Regions from separate parts of the Sus scrofa genome. Here regions 1, 2 and 3 are each linked to region 4. Evidence: chromatin contacts called from public HiChIP or PLAC-seq data. All regions are on one chromosome and are shown on one strand. The core of a region is the stretch at or near the end of the contact, and the rest is flanking DNA. Distances in the headings are between cores, read along the strand shown. Region 1 holds the start of CNBD2 (cyclic nucleotide-binding domain-containing protein 2). Region 2 holds the start of EDEM2 (ER degradation-enhancing alpha-mannosidase-like protein 2). Region 3 holds the start of TRPC4AP (short transient receptor potential channel 4-associated protein). Region 4 holds the start of CEP250 (centrosome-associated protein CEP250).

The links. HiChIP or PLAC-seq counts read pairs in DNA pulled down with a chosen protein or histone mark.
Region 1: an H3K27ac HiChIP or PLAC-seq map of alveolar macrophages shows a contact between it and region 4. The contact joins the promoter of CNBD2 here to the promoter of CEP250 in region 4. A contact is called at or near these places in 2 of 5 promoter capture datasets (fetal liver and fetal skeletal muscle), 1 of 47 Hi-C or Micro-C datasets (embryonic fibroblasts) and 2 of 2 datasets of contacts at active chromatin or transcription factors (alveolar macrophages and skeletal muscle).
Region 2: a contact with region 4 is called in an H3K27ac HiChIP or PLAC-seq map of alveolar macrophages. The contact joins the promoter of EDEM2 here to the promoter of CEP250 in region 4. A contact is called at or near these places in 1 of 5 promoter capture datasets (liver) and 1 of 2 datasets of contacts at active chromatin or transcription factors (alveolar macrophages).
Region 3: a contact with region 4 is called in an H3K27ac HiChIP or PLAC-seq map of alveolar macrophages. The contact joins the promoter of TRPC4AP here to the promoter of CEP250 in region 4. A contact is called at or near these places in 1 of 5 promoter capture datasets (liver), 1 of 47 Hi-C or Micro-C datasets (omental adipose tissue) and 1 of 2 datasets of contacts at active chromatin or transcription factors (alveolar macrophages).

What each region holds. Positions count from the first base shown.
Region 1 is chr17:39,244,018-39,246,717 of Sscrofa11.1, reverse strand. It overlaps CNBD2 (cyclic nucleotide-binding domain-containing protein 2), which reads right to left and starts at 1,343. Exons shown (of 13, transcript XM_021077743.1): 1 at 971-1,343. The coding sequence starts at 1,321. SCAND1 (SCAN domain-containing protein 1) reads left to right here and starts at 1,090. Exons shown (of 1, transcript XM_003134419.4): 1 at 1,090-2,262. The coding sequence starts at 1,527. The coding sequence ends at 2,066.
Region 2 is chr17:38,513,851-38,516,550 of Sscrofa11.1, reverse strand. EDEM2 (ER degradation-enhancing alpha-mannosidase-like protein 2) reads left to right here and starts at 1,308. Exons shown (of 11, transcript XM_003359958.5): 1 at 1,308-1,514; 2 at 1,745-1,855. The coding sequence starts at 1,408.
Region 3 is chr17:38,467,001-38,469,700 of Sscrofa11.1, reverse strand. TRPC4AP (short transient receptor potential channel 4-associated protein) reads left to right here and starts at 1,411. Exons shown (of 19, transcript XM_003359957.4): 1 at 1,411-1,668. The coding sequence starts at 1,501.
Region 4 is chr17:38,808,337-38,811,036 of Sscrofa11.1, reverse strand. CEP250 (centrosome-associated protein CEP250) reads right to left here and starts at 1,313. Exons shown (of 34, transcript XM_013985307.2): 1 at 426-1,313.

The DNA.
Region 1 (2,700 bases), core at 94-2,593, 440 kb before region 4:
TCAGATTCCACCCCTAGCCTAGGAACTTCCATATGCTGTAGGTGCGCCCCCCCCCATAAAAAATAGTTTTCTAGTAGGTCACATTTAAAAAGTAAAATGACACACATGAAATTTGACATTTATATACATATATATATATATTTAGTACCCATGGCATATGGAGGTTTCCAGACTAGGGGTCGAATCGGAACTGTAGCTACTGGCCTAAGCCACAGCCACAGCCACACAGGATCCCAGCGGCATCTGCAACCTACACCACAGCTCACAGCAATGCAGGATCCTTAATCCATTGAGCAAGGCCAGGGATCGAACCTGTGTCCTCATGGATGCTAGGTGGATTCATTAACCACTGAGCCACGACAGGAAATCCTGAATTATATATTTTATTTGACTCAATATATGCAAAATATTATCAATCCAACATGTAACAACAGAAAAAATTACGGCGACACTTTATCTTTTTCATACCAAGTCCTGTATATATGTCACGTTACAGGACATTCCCTTTCTGACTAGCCACATTTCAAGAACTAACGAGGTAAGCATACATACCTAGTGACCACTATATGGCAGTACACATTTAGTCTATTTAGTAATCCTAAAATTAAAAGCAAAACCTACAGCGCCACCTGTCCCTTGATTCCAGAGGACACGCAAAAAAAAAAAAAAAAAAAAAAAGTTCTTCAGCATTTACTTTGTGCCATGAGAAGGGCAAGTTTTACTCTGTGTGCTGAGGATCTTACACACGTTATCTGTGTCACTCCCTCTACCAGGCAGGTGTACTGCCCTCTTTCGACTGAGCGAAAGAACTTTCCCGAGTTGGGCCCTCCCCCTAATGCCTGACAGTCATCCCGCCGTCCCTTCTCTGCCACCTGCTGGGCCCCAGACCCCGCGAGCTCTGGCTCGCCTTCATCCCAATTAGGGTCGGGTAAAAAGGTGCGCATGCAGAGGCAGGGGCGGCGCAGGTCACCTGCCGGCCGAAGCCACCAAGTCGCATGATGACCCTTTTGGGCCCCTCCTCCTTGGGCCTGAGTAGGCGTTCCGGCACCGGCTCCTCCCCCGACTCCTCCTCCAACTCCTCCTCAGAGTTCTCCTCCTCAGAGTCATCCTCCGACACCTCCTCGGGTTCCTTCCCCGCCTCCTCCTTCTCCTCGAACTGGTGCTCGGAGGCGCCACCATCCCGAACTGACCATTGCACGCTTAGATTAGCCGGGTGCCCTGCTGTGGCCGCCGCCTCCTGGCGGGACTCGCGAACGCGAGGGGGCGCCGCGTCCTCGAGCCCAGACTCGGCTTCCGGGCGCTCGCGCACCGAGGTCATCATAGAGAAGCCAGCGGGGACGACCACTTCCGGCCGCCCCAGCCGCTTCGCCGGCGCTGGTAAGCTCACGGCGCCCCCCGCCCGCCTCCCTCAGGGTCTCGCGGACTCCGCCCTCTAGCGGAAACGTCTCCCTCCTTACCCAGCCCCCGCGCAGACGTAGTGCCGCGCCCTCAGCTGCGGGACAAAGAGTGACGTCCGTAGCGGAGTTATGGCGGCCACCGAGCTGAGCTTGGCGGCTACCGGGAGTCTCGCGCTGCCGTTGGGGAAAGAAGAAGGGGCCGGCCCGAGCTCAGGCCCGGAGCGTGACTCTGCGGACTCCTTCTCGACTCCTGAGGCCCCACCGCCTGCCCCCAAGCCCTCCAGCCCCAAGGCCGAGGTCGCCGAAGAGAATCCTACGCCTCACTCGGCCGCCTCCGCCTCCCTGGAGCTGCCCCTCGGGCCCGCAGCCCTGGGCTCCGCGTCGTTTGCCGAAGCAGCTCCGCGCTCACCCCCAGGCCCTGGCGGTTCCCGGCCCGGCCCAGAGACGTTCCGCCAGCGATTCCGGCAGTTCCGCTACCAAGACGCGGCAGGCCCGCGGGAAGCGTTCCGGCAGCTGCGGGAGCTTTCCCGCCAGTGGCTGCGGCCCGACATCCGCACGAAGGAGCAGATCGTGGAGATGCTGGTGCAAGAGCAGCTGCTCGCCATCCTGCCCGAGGCGGCGCGGGCCCGGCGGCTTCGCCGCCGCACAGACGTACGCATTACAGGCTGAGCAGCCGGGCTGCCGGCGGCCCGGCTCTCCATTCTGCGTTAATGAAAAACGAGTTTTGGCTGTTCCTGCAGTCTCGAGTGTCCTTTTCGGTCGTCCTTTGCAATGTTTATTTCCCCGAGCCTATTTCCAACCTTTCTGACTGGTGGCGAAATCAAGTTGGGAGCTCATGAGAATAAAGCCTTTCTTATTCACTTGACCTTCGTAGGTTTTGTGGAATCATTGGGTTGGCTAGGCTTGGGCCTCCACATCTGGGAAATTTTCTCCTGCGCGTTCCCTAGGACCCCACTTGGGTTTCCTTTGTTTGGTAATGTGGGTCCAGCAGCCTGGGTTCCGTATTCGCTCTACCCTCTCACTAGCTGGAATTTGAGCTTGTTTTCCTACCTAAGAGGGTAGATGATGGTTATAGTCTTACCTTATGACTGTGGGATGGTGCAGACAAATTGTTAGCTCTACTAAATACTCGTTTAAGTGGCCATTGCTGTATCAATACTGCCAAACTACTTGTCCCACCTGCCTGCCCTTTGGGCACTGGCTTCCCCAAAGGCCCAATTCATCAGGCTATTTTTTTTTTTTTTAATAGGCAAGAAACAGATTTATTAGGATAGGACGCTTGTGAGAGAAGCAAGCGGGCAGG
Region 2 (2,700 bases), core at 59-2,558, 290 kb after region 4:
TCTCAAGTTAAGGATCCTGAGATGGGAGATCATACTGTATTATCTAGGTGGCCCCAACTGCAGTCATAATGTCCTTCTGGGAGAGCAGAGGGAGAGGTATGACACACACCCACAGAAAAGGAGGTGATAAGAACACTGAGGCAAAGATTGGAGTGATAGGGCCACAGGCCAAGGAATGCCAGCAACTGTCTTTTCCCCAGGAGAAGCTGGAGCAGCAAGGAGCAGATTCTTCCTCAGAGGCTCCAGGGGGAGGGCACCCTGATAATATCTTGATTTTGGCTCAGTGAAACTAATTTCAGGCCTCTAGCCTCTAGAACTGTGTTAGGGTACATTTCTGTTGCTTTAAGCCACCAAGTTTGTGGTAATTATACTTTGTTACAGCAGTCACAGGAATTTAATACTATGCCCCTGTGTTGTTACCTGAGTCTCAGTATACTGTCATCTCCTTTCCCTTCCATCTGGCACTTCCCAGAGGAGTTGCCAAAAGCATCGTAAAATTTTTTGTGTTTCTGTTCTATCACGCAGTGTGACATGCTCACTGAATCCTCGTAATCCTATTAGGCAAATACTAATATTATTCCTATTTTACAAATGAGTAAAATACCCAGAAGACAAGCTAGTCAGACCACACTCCTAACAAGGATGGAGCTAGTATTCTAACTCAGGTCTTCTCAATCTAAGGCCCACACTTTTTTTTTCCTTTTTTTGGCTCATGCCTGCAGCATGTGGAAGTTCCTGGGCCAGGACCAGAACTACATCACAGCAGCAATAACACCTGATCGGTAATCCATTGCACCACCAGATAACTCCAAGGCCCATGCTTAACCTCTACTCTGTGCTACCTTAAGCTCTCTGGGTTATGTTAGAGTTTTAATTCTTATATCTACTGACAGCATTTCAAGGTATTAATTTGAAGGTTGTTTTCAAGGATGCTGGTCCAAAGGGGACCAAACAAGTCTTCATTCCAGCTCAAGGAATTAAGCTGCCACTTCCATCTGTCTTTTTCATCAAAAAGAAAAGAATGAAGTCTCCCTTCAAATCCAGGGTTAAGTCTACTAAATATCATACTGCCTAAAATCATGTGTGTTGCTGTGGTCTAAAATGCTGACCAACTTTAAGAAGCTTTTTTAAAACGCTGTTGCTAAAGCATTAGTAAGAGTAACTGTAAGAGCCACTGTCTTTAGGACACGTTCATCTCGACTAGAGAGACTGTATATCCCAAGATGCTCTTTGCTTGGGTTCCGCCGCTTATTGCATTCTGGGGCTTGTAGTCCACAACTGAGTGGTTGATGTATCAGCACGCAGGCGCAGTGGCGCGAACTCCCGGAAGACTCAGCAAAGGCTCCCAGGATGAACGGGTGGCGGTGGCTGCTGCTGCTGTGGCCGCGCTGACAGGACACGAGCTCTATGCCTTTCCGGCTGCTCGTCCCGCTTGGCCTCCTGTGCGCGCTGCTGCCCTTGCACCATGGTGCGCCGGGCCCCGATGGCACCGCGCCCGACCCCGCGCACTACAGGTGAAGGGGGTCAGGCTCCCCGCCCTTCCATAGTTGGGGAATGGGAAGCGCAGACCTGGTCCCCTCCCTTGCCCTCTGTCCCAGGATACCCACCCTGACCTGCTGGGACCCCACCTCTGGGCTCCGGCAGAAATCAGGTGGTGATTCCCACTTTCCACCCTATTTCTTGTCCTTTCCCCTGACTGGTTTCCTTTGGTGGCCCCCTCCTTATTTCTTGTACCCCGCATCAGGGAGCGAGTCAAGGCCATGTTCTACCACGCCTACGACAGCTACCTGGAGAATGCCTTTCCCTACGACGAGCTGCGACCTCTCACCTGTGACGGGCACGACACCTGGGGCAGGTAGTGCGAGCGGAGGAGCAACAGGGCGGCCGGGGTCTGGCAGTCCTGTCCTAGGCGGGCGGGGCTGCTGGGACTGGTGCCTTCATGGTTTCCTCACTGGTTCCTGAAAACTTGCTAGCCAGGGTGGGGTCGCTTTCCCCTCAATTCGGGTCAGCACCACCAGGATCCACCCAACCTCCGGGAAAGCTGGATCTCATAGTGGAAAAAGGCTGGGTTAGCCTGGTGGGCTGGGCCTCTGGGCTCGGGCCACAAGTGTAACAGGCATCAGCTGTTGGGATTTGGGCAAATCTCTGGAGCTGTAGGATATGTGGAAGGGCTTCAAGAAATCAGAAGACCCAACCCCTTCATGTTACAAGTGGGCAAACAGGCCCATTAGGGGATGTAACTCTTGGCAAACATGAAACATCTGAGCTTTGGTAGTGTTTAGTGTAACTGAAACACGCTTCCCCCTTTACCCTCACATCCCTGACTGCTTCTTGAGATCTCAGCTCAAAATGTCCTCTCAGCCACAGTTCCCCTAACTACCCACCTCCTACAGGTCACACTCACAAACCACCCTTTTTATTTTCTTTGTAGCACTACTCACTCTGATACTGTCGTTTTCACTTATCTACTAGTGTGTCTTTCTTACTTCCACTAGAATAAAAATCTATGAAAGGTGGAATTCTCCATCTCGTTCCTTGCTGAACGAGTGAAGAATCATTGCATTTGCCTGAAGCTGACATGGATTAAACACTGTGCTAAGCATTTTGCTTGTGTCATCTCATGTAATTAACGCCCCTAGGAGTCAAGTGCCTTTACCTCTATTTTACAAGTGGATATGCTAAGGACTGGAGAAGTTAAGC
Region 3 (2,700 bases), core at 162-2,661, 340 kb after region 4:
TTTTATACTTGGATTTTTAACATCTCATATAATTTGCATATCATAATTTTATGAGGTATAATTGACATATCATAAAATTCACTCATTTTGAGTGTACAATCCAATGATTTTTAGTCAAATAAGGGATGTATCACCATTACCACAAACCAGCTTTAGAACTATATTTTGATTTTGTTATATGTAACTTAATATGTCTGAGATTCATTTTAGCTTTTGCTGTAAAGTTTAAGACCTAAATTTTTTTTTCTTTCCCCATTGATTTGAAATGTCTCCCTTACCACATGCTAAAGTTCCAAGTATATCTGGATCTGGTCCCTGGTCTCCCTGTCTTGGGGTCACAAATAGGGTTTTACTTGGCCTATGGAGTTTTCAGAACTGGGTAATTTCACATCAAAACCCAGCTTTTTGGCTGTTCTGGAAAAACTAGACGATTCAGCAACAATCTGCAGGAGAGGGTAGAGATCACTCCTTTTGATGGGCCTGAGGATGGTGACCACAATCCCAGTGTGCCAGGAACAATCCCTATATATGCCTGCTGTCCTGTTGTAATTGTTAGCAGCATCCTTTCATTCTTAAATATGTTCTGATTTGAGCAATAAACTATGCGGCACAATCTCCACCATTCCTTATTGCATCACACCCAGCATTCCTCTTTCATTTATTTTACATGATCCCCTCCCAGGAAGAAAAAAGGAGAGGAGAGGACGAGATCCTGCCACAGAAATTTGCCAAAAAAAATGATTACGTTGGTTCGGAGTAGAGAGAACATACCGTCCTGTGTGGAGAAATTACGACGTTTCCTCTGACAGAGAATATGATGTCACAATTTACCAATCCTTTCCCCTTCCATTATTTCATTTAACTTCACGACAATCTAGTTACACATCTTACCCAGTTTGTTACTGTGTATTTGCATATGGATTTGCTGACCTCCCCTGTAACTTGCATTTGAAAACAGGGACTTTGTTCTGCTCAGCACTGTTTTCCCAAGGACTGTTCGGTACTGATAGAGCGGGCCCCAAGGAACTATTTACTGGCTGAACAGACTCCCAGGAACTATCGACTGAATGAACTAACAAGAAACTGAGGCTCAGGTCCGTGGCGAGTCAAGGGTAGAGAAAGAGGCAAGCAGGAATCACATCAGGCGGCCAGATTCCTGGTCTGGAACCCAGGATCTTCTAGCTAGTTGGCTATAACCTCCCCAAATAGGCAAGAAATGGGAGAGTGCGCACGCAGAGACTTGTCTTCGACGTCAGAGGACCTCGCCAAAATGCTGGGCCAGAGAAACAAGTGGCGCAGGGGACGCCAGGCTCTCTCGCACCTGCCCGCCTCAGATCAAGACTACAGTTCCCAGCAGCCCCCGCGGGGCTCACGGCTCTGCCACGCGGCTTGCGCCTCCGCCGTCAGCCCAGTGGGGGCGCTGCGGCGACCCCTCCGCCGCCCCGTAGAAATCTCCGCGGCCCCGGGGCCGCTTGCTTCCTGTTTGTCGGACGAGGAGACATGGCGGCGGCGCCGGCGGCTGCTGGATCTGGGGCCGGCCGGGCGCGACGGGCGGCGGCAACGGTGGCGGCTTGGGGCGGATGGGGCGGCCGGCCGCGGCCTGGTAACATTCTGTTGCAGCTGCGGCAGGGCCAGCTGACCGGCCGGGGCCTGGTCCGGGCGGTGCAGGTAGGAAGTCGGCCCGGAGGGGCGGGGCGGGGTGGACCGGGCGGGAGCTGGCCGAGGGCCGGCGAAGAGGCCTTTCCAGGCCGCCGCAGTACGGGCCCGACCCCTCTTGGCCGGCCGTTGGGCCTTTCTGTGGGCTCTCCGGACGCTGTCAGCCGCGGCAGGACAGTGAGTGGGCAGTGGCAGGCTAGAGGACCTGTGTTAGGGGCTGAGCAAGGCTGAGCTGCATCAGGCATTGATGGCGTGTACGAGTCCGGGGCCCAGCTCCTGGATCCTCCCTTCCTTGCGCCACGTCTGCACGTCTGGAGGACCCTGAGCGAGTTTGCTTTAGCCTCTATGGTCCTTGAGTTTCTCCCCCATGAATTGGGCGGTGGGTCATCACTGCAGCTCCTAAAAGGATCTCAGCTCCTAAAAGGTTCTCTCCTAAAATGTCATTCAGAGAGGCCTTTCCTTGACATAACCCCCCACCCCCACCCCAGAGTAGGTTCCCATTGTTATTCAGTTACAGACCTGAATTCGTTTTGTTCACATTACTTTCTCAGTCTGTAATTACATATTTCTTTGTTGTCTACTTTTTTTCTCGCCTGTATTCCACATTAAGCTGAGCTCCAGCGGGTGCAGGGACTGTATCTGTTTTGCCGGTGTAGAGCGTCATGGTTAAGAGCTAGGGCTGTAGAGTAAGGCCTGGATTCAGAATCCTGCTTTTTCTTGCTTGGTCAAATTACTTTTCTGTGCCTCAGTTTCCTTATTTGTAAAATGGAGATGATAATTAGTAAGCTACCTGTTAAGGTGTTGTGAAGATAAAAGACAATCGTGTAAAAGGTTAAATACATTTCTGGTGCATAATAAGAAACTGAAGGGTAATCAGTTAATATTAATGCTATACTTGGTATCTGGCTTATAATATGTGCTCAATATATGATTAGTCTGTCTGTCTTTCTTTCTTCCTTTCTTTCTTTTTCTTTTTTTTTTTGAGTGAATGAAGAACACTGCTTTAGGGTAAAGCAGGGTGAATTAAGACCTAGGCCGCTCGCC
Region 4 (2,700 bases), core at 64-2,563:
CGAGGTAAGGTTTCTGAAAAAGTGATACTTAAGTTGGGTCCCGAAGAATGAGAGTTCCAGAGTGGGGCGGCGGGTAGGACCGGACTTTCGGACAGTCACATGCAAAGCCCCAAGGGCAGAGGAAGTCGCGAAATCCTGGGAGCCTGGAGCGGGACGCGCAGGAGAGCGCAGCGCCTTATCCTGACAACCCCAGGGTCGGGAAGCTCCCTTTCTGCAAGGTCTGGAGCCCAGAGCGGTAGCAACAGCAGGACGCGGAGGCCAGGGGCCAGAGCCCCAGAACAGGACCCAGCCTCTTTTGGGCCTCTGAGTTTCTTCTGGGAAACCGGAGGCCGCTGCCCGAATGGGATTCCCAGGAGCACCCTAGTCGCTGGGCCTTGGACCGTTAACACGGGTACCTCCCGCCCGCCCCTGAGGCCCTTCCTCACCACGCTCCGCTCCCGCAGGTTCCCAGGGTGCTCCTCAGCGCGGGAGTCGGTGAAGCTGCAGCTGAGGCCGGGCGGGGGAGGCGGGGCGGGGGCTCACGGAGTGGCTGGGGCGCAGGCCCCGCCCCCCAAACTCCCGCCCTTTCGGAGAGCCCTGCCGCTCCAGCCGGCGCTCCAGAGAGGACTGCATCGCCTTAGGGGCCTCTCGCCATGTTGAGTACTGGCAGCTGTTTTACAAGAGTGGCCCAGAAGAAAAGAAGGGATTATGTTAAGAGACGTTAGATTTCCTCGCCCGAAATGGAGACATCCAGGGTTGCTTATTTGAGCAAAGGAAGTTTCGGTAACAGAAAACACTTGCCCTCAATCGTATCCCTTTTGGCTTCGAGGTTACATACGGCGCATGTGTGTGGTCGCCTCGTTCTAGATGCGCCTGCGCAATGCTCCACTCCCAAACCTGAGTACAATTAACTACGTGCTGAAGGAAACTGGCTCCTGGTCGCGGCAAAACTCAGCTTCAATCTCCGAAACTCCAAGTAGCTTCAGGCTACTCAACATTCATAATATAATTACTTAATGTCATTTGAATACACTTTGCACCGGAGACTGCCTGAATGTCCTGCATCCCACTGGAGAGCTACAGTTTATATAATTTTCTGAATAAGCCTGACTCTCTCTAGAGGACTCTAGAGCGTGTTTTGCACATGGATTATCAATGCACTTTTTTAGAGCTGTAAATTTTATTTACCTGCCATTCTTTTCCACTCCTTGGTTCTCAAATTTTAGTTGGAGAGTCTCTTGTGCAGCGGTTTAAGGATTTGTCGTTGTCACTGCAGTCGCTTAAGTTGCTGCTTTGGCCCGGTTTCTATCCCTGGTCCAATAACTTCCATATGCCCTGGGTGCGGCCAAAAAAATAAATAAAAATTAAAAAATAAAATTTGAGTTGGGGTGTTCCCGTAGTGGCTCAGAGGTAAAGAACCTGACTGGTATCTACGAGGATGCGGGTTTGATTCCTGGCCTCGATCAGTGGGTTAAGTGTCCCGCGTTGCCCTGAGCTGTGGTGTACCTCGACAACGCGGCTGGGACCCCCCCCAAAAAAAAGACAAAAAAATTGGGATTAAAAAACAATAACGGGTATTTCTTAAAATGTAGAGTTTTTTTGTTTGTTTTTTGTCTTTTTAGGGCCACACCCGTGGCATATGGGGTTTCCAGGCTGGGGGTCGAATTGGAGCTGTAGCTGCCAGCCTACACCCACAGCCACAGACACACTGGATCAGAGCCTCCTCTGCAACTGATCCCACAGTTAATGGTAACACTGGATCCTTAACCCACTGAGCAAGGCCAGGGATCAAACCTGAGTCTTCGTGGATACTAGTTGGGTTTGTTAACCACTGAGCCACAACAGGAACTCCAAAATGTAGACTTTTGGATTCCACCCATGGAGAGTCAGTAAACCAGGCATGGAGCCCAGGAATGTGTCTTCCAGCAAATACCCTGAGTGATTATGATGCATTGGGAACACATTTTGAGAAGCATAGCATAAGTTTGTGTATCTCTAGCACCCAGCACAAAGGCTGGTACAAAATAGGTGCTCAGTAAGTGCTGAGTGAACGGATGGATTGATGGGTAGTAGGAGTGAAACAGGCAATGCACAGCCAAAGGGAACCTGAGAAGGGAGCACTTCAATAAGAGCTATATTGTATCTTTTCTCCTAAAAGAACAAAAGTTCTTTCTTTGGGGGGGGGTCTTTTGAGGGCCCCACTCACCCCTGCATGTGAAGTTTCCCAGTCTAGGGGTCTAATCTGATCCCTAACCCACTGAGCGAGGCCAGAGATCAAACCCACAACCTCATGGTTCCTAGTCGGATTCGTTGCTGCTGTGCCACAGCAGGAACTCCCAAAATAAATTCTTAATAGTTACCTTGAGGGAAAAAAAAAATAGTAAGTTGGCAGGGAGGGAGGACAATGAATCTGAAAAGCAAACTATCTTGAAAGAGAAGAAAAAACATCCAGGACATTGGACAGAGAAAAAAGATACAAAGACTCAGTTGTGTGGGAATCCACCCCAAGAAGATGGTCCCCTGACAGGTTGTGTGCAAGAATAGTCACTGCAGTATTTGGAATGTTACCCACACCAACCTCAGGGCTTTTGCAGATGCTTTGCCATCTCCTAGGCCAGTTTTGCCAGAGCTCTTGGATTAGCTGATAACTTCCTCTCTTTCAGGTCTCAAATCAGTTAGGTCTTCCCTGACCATGCTATTTACAGTAATACCCTATCATTT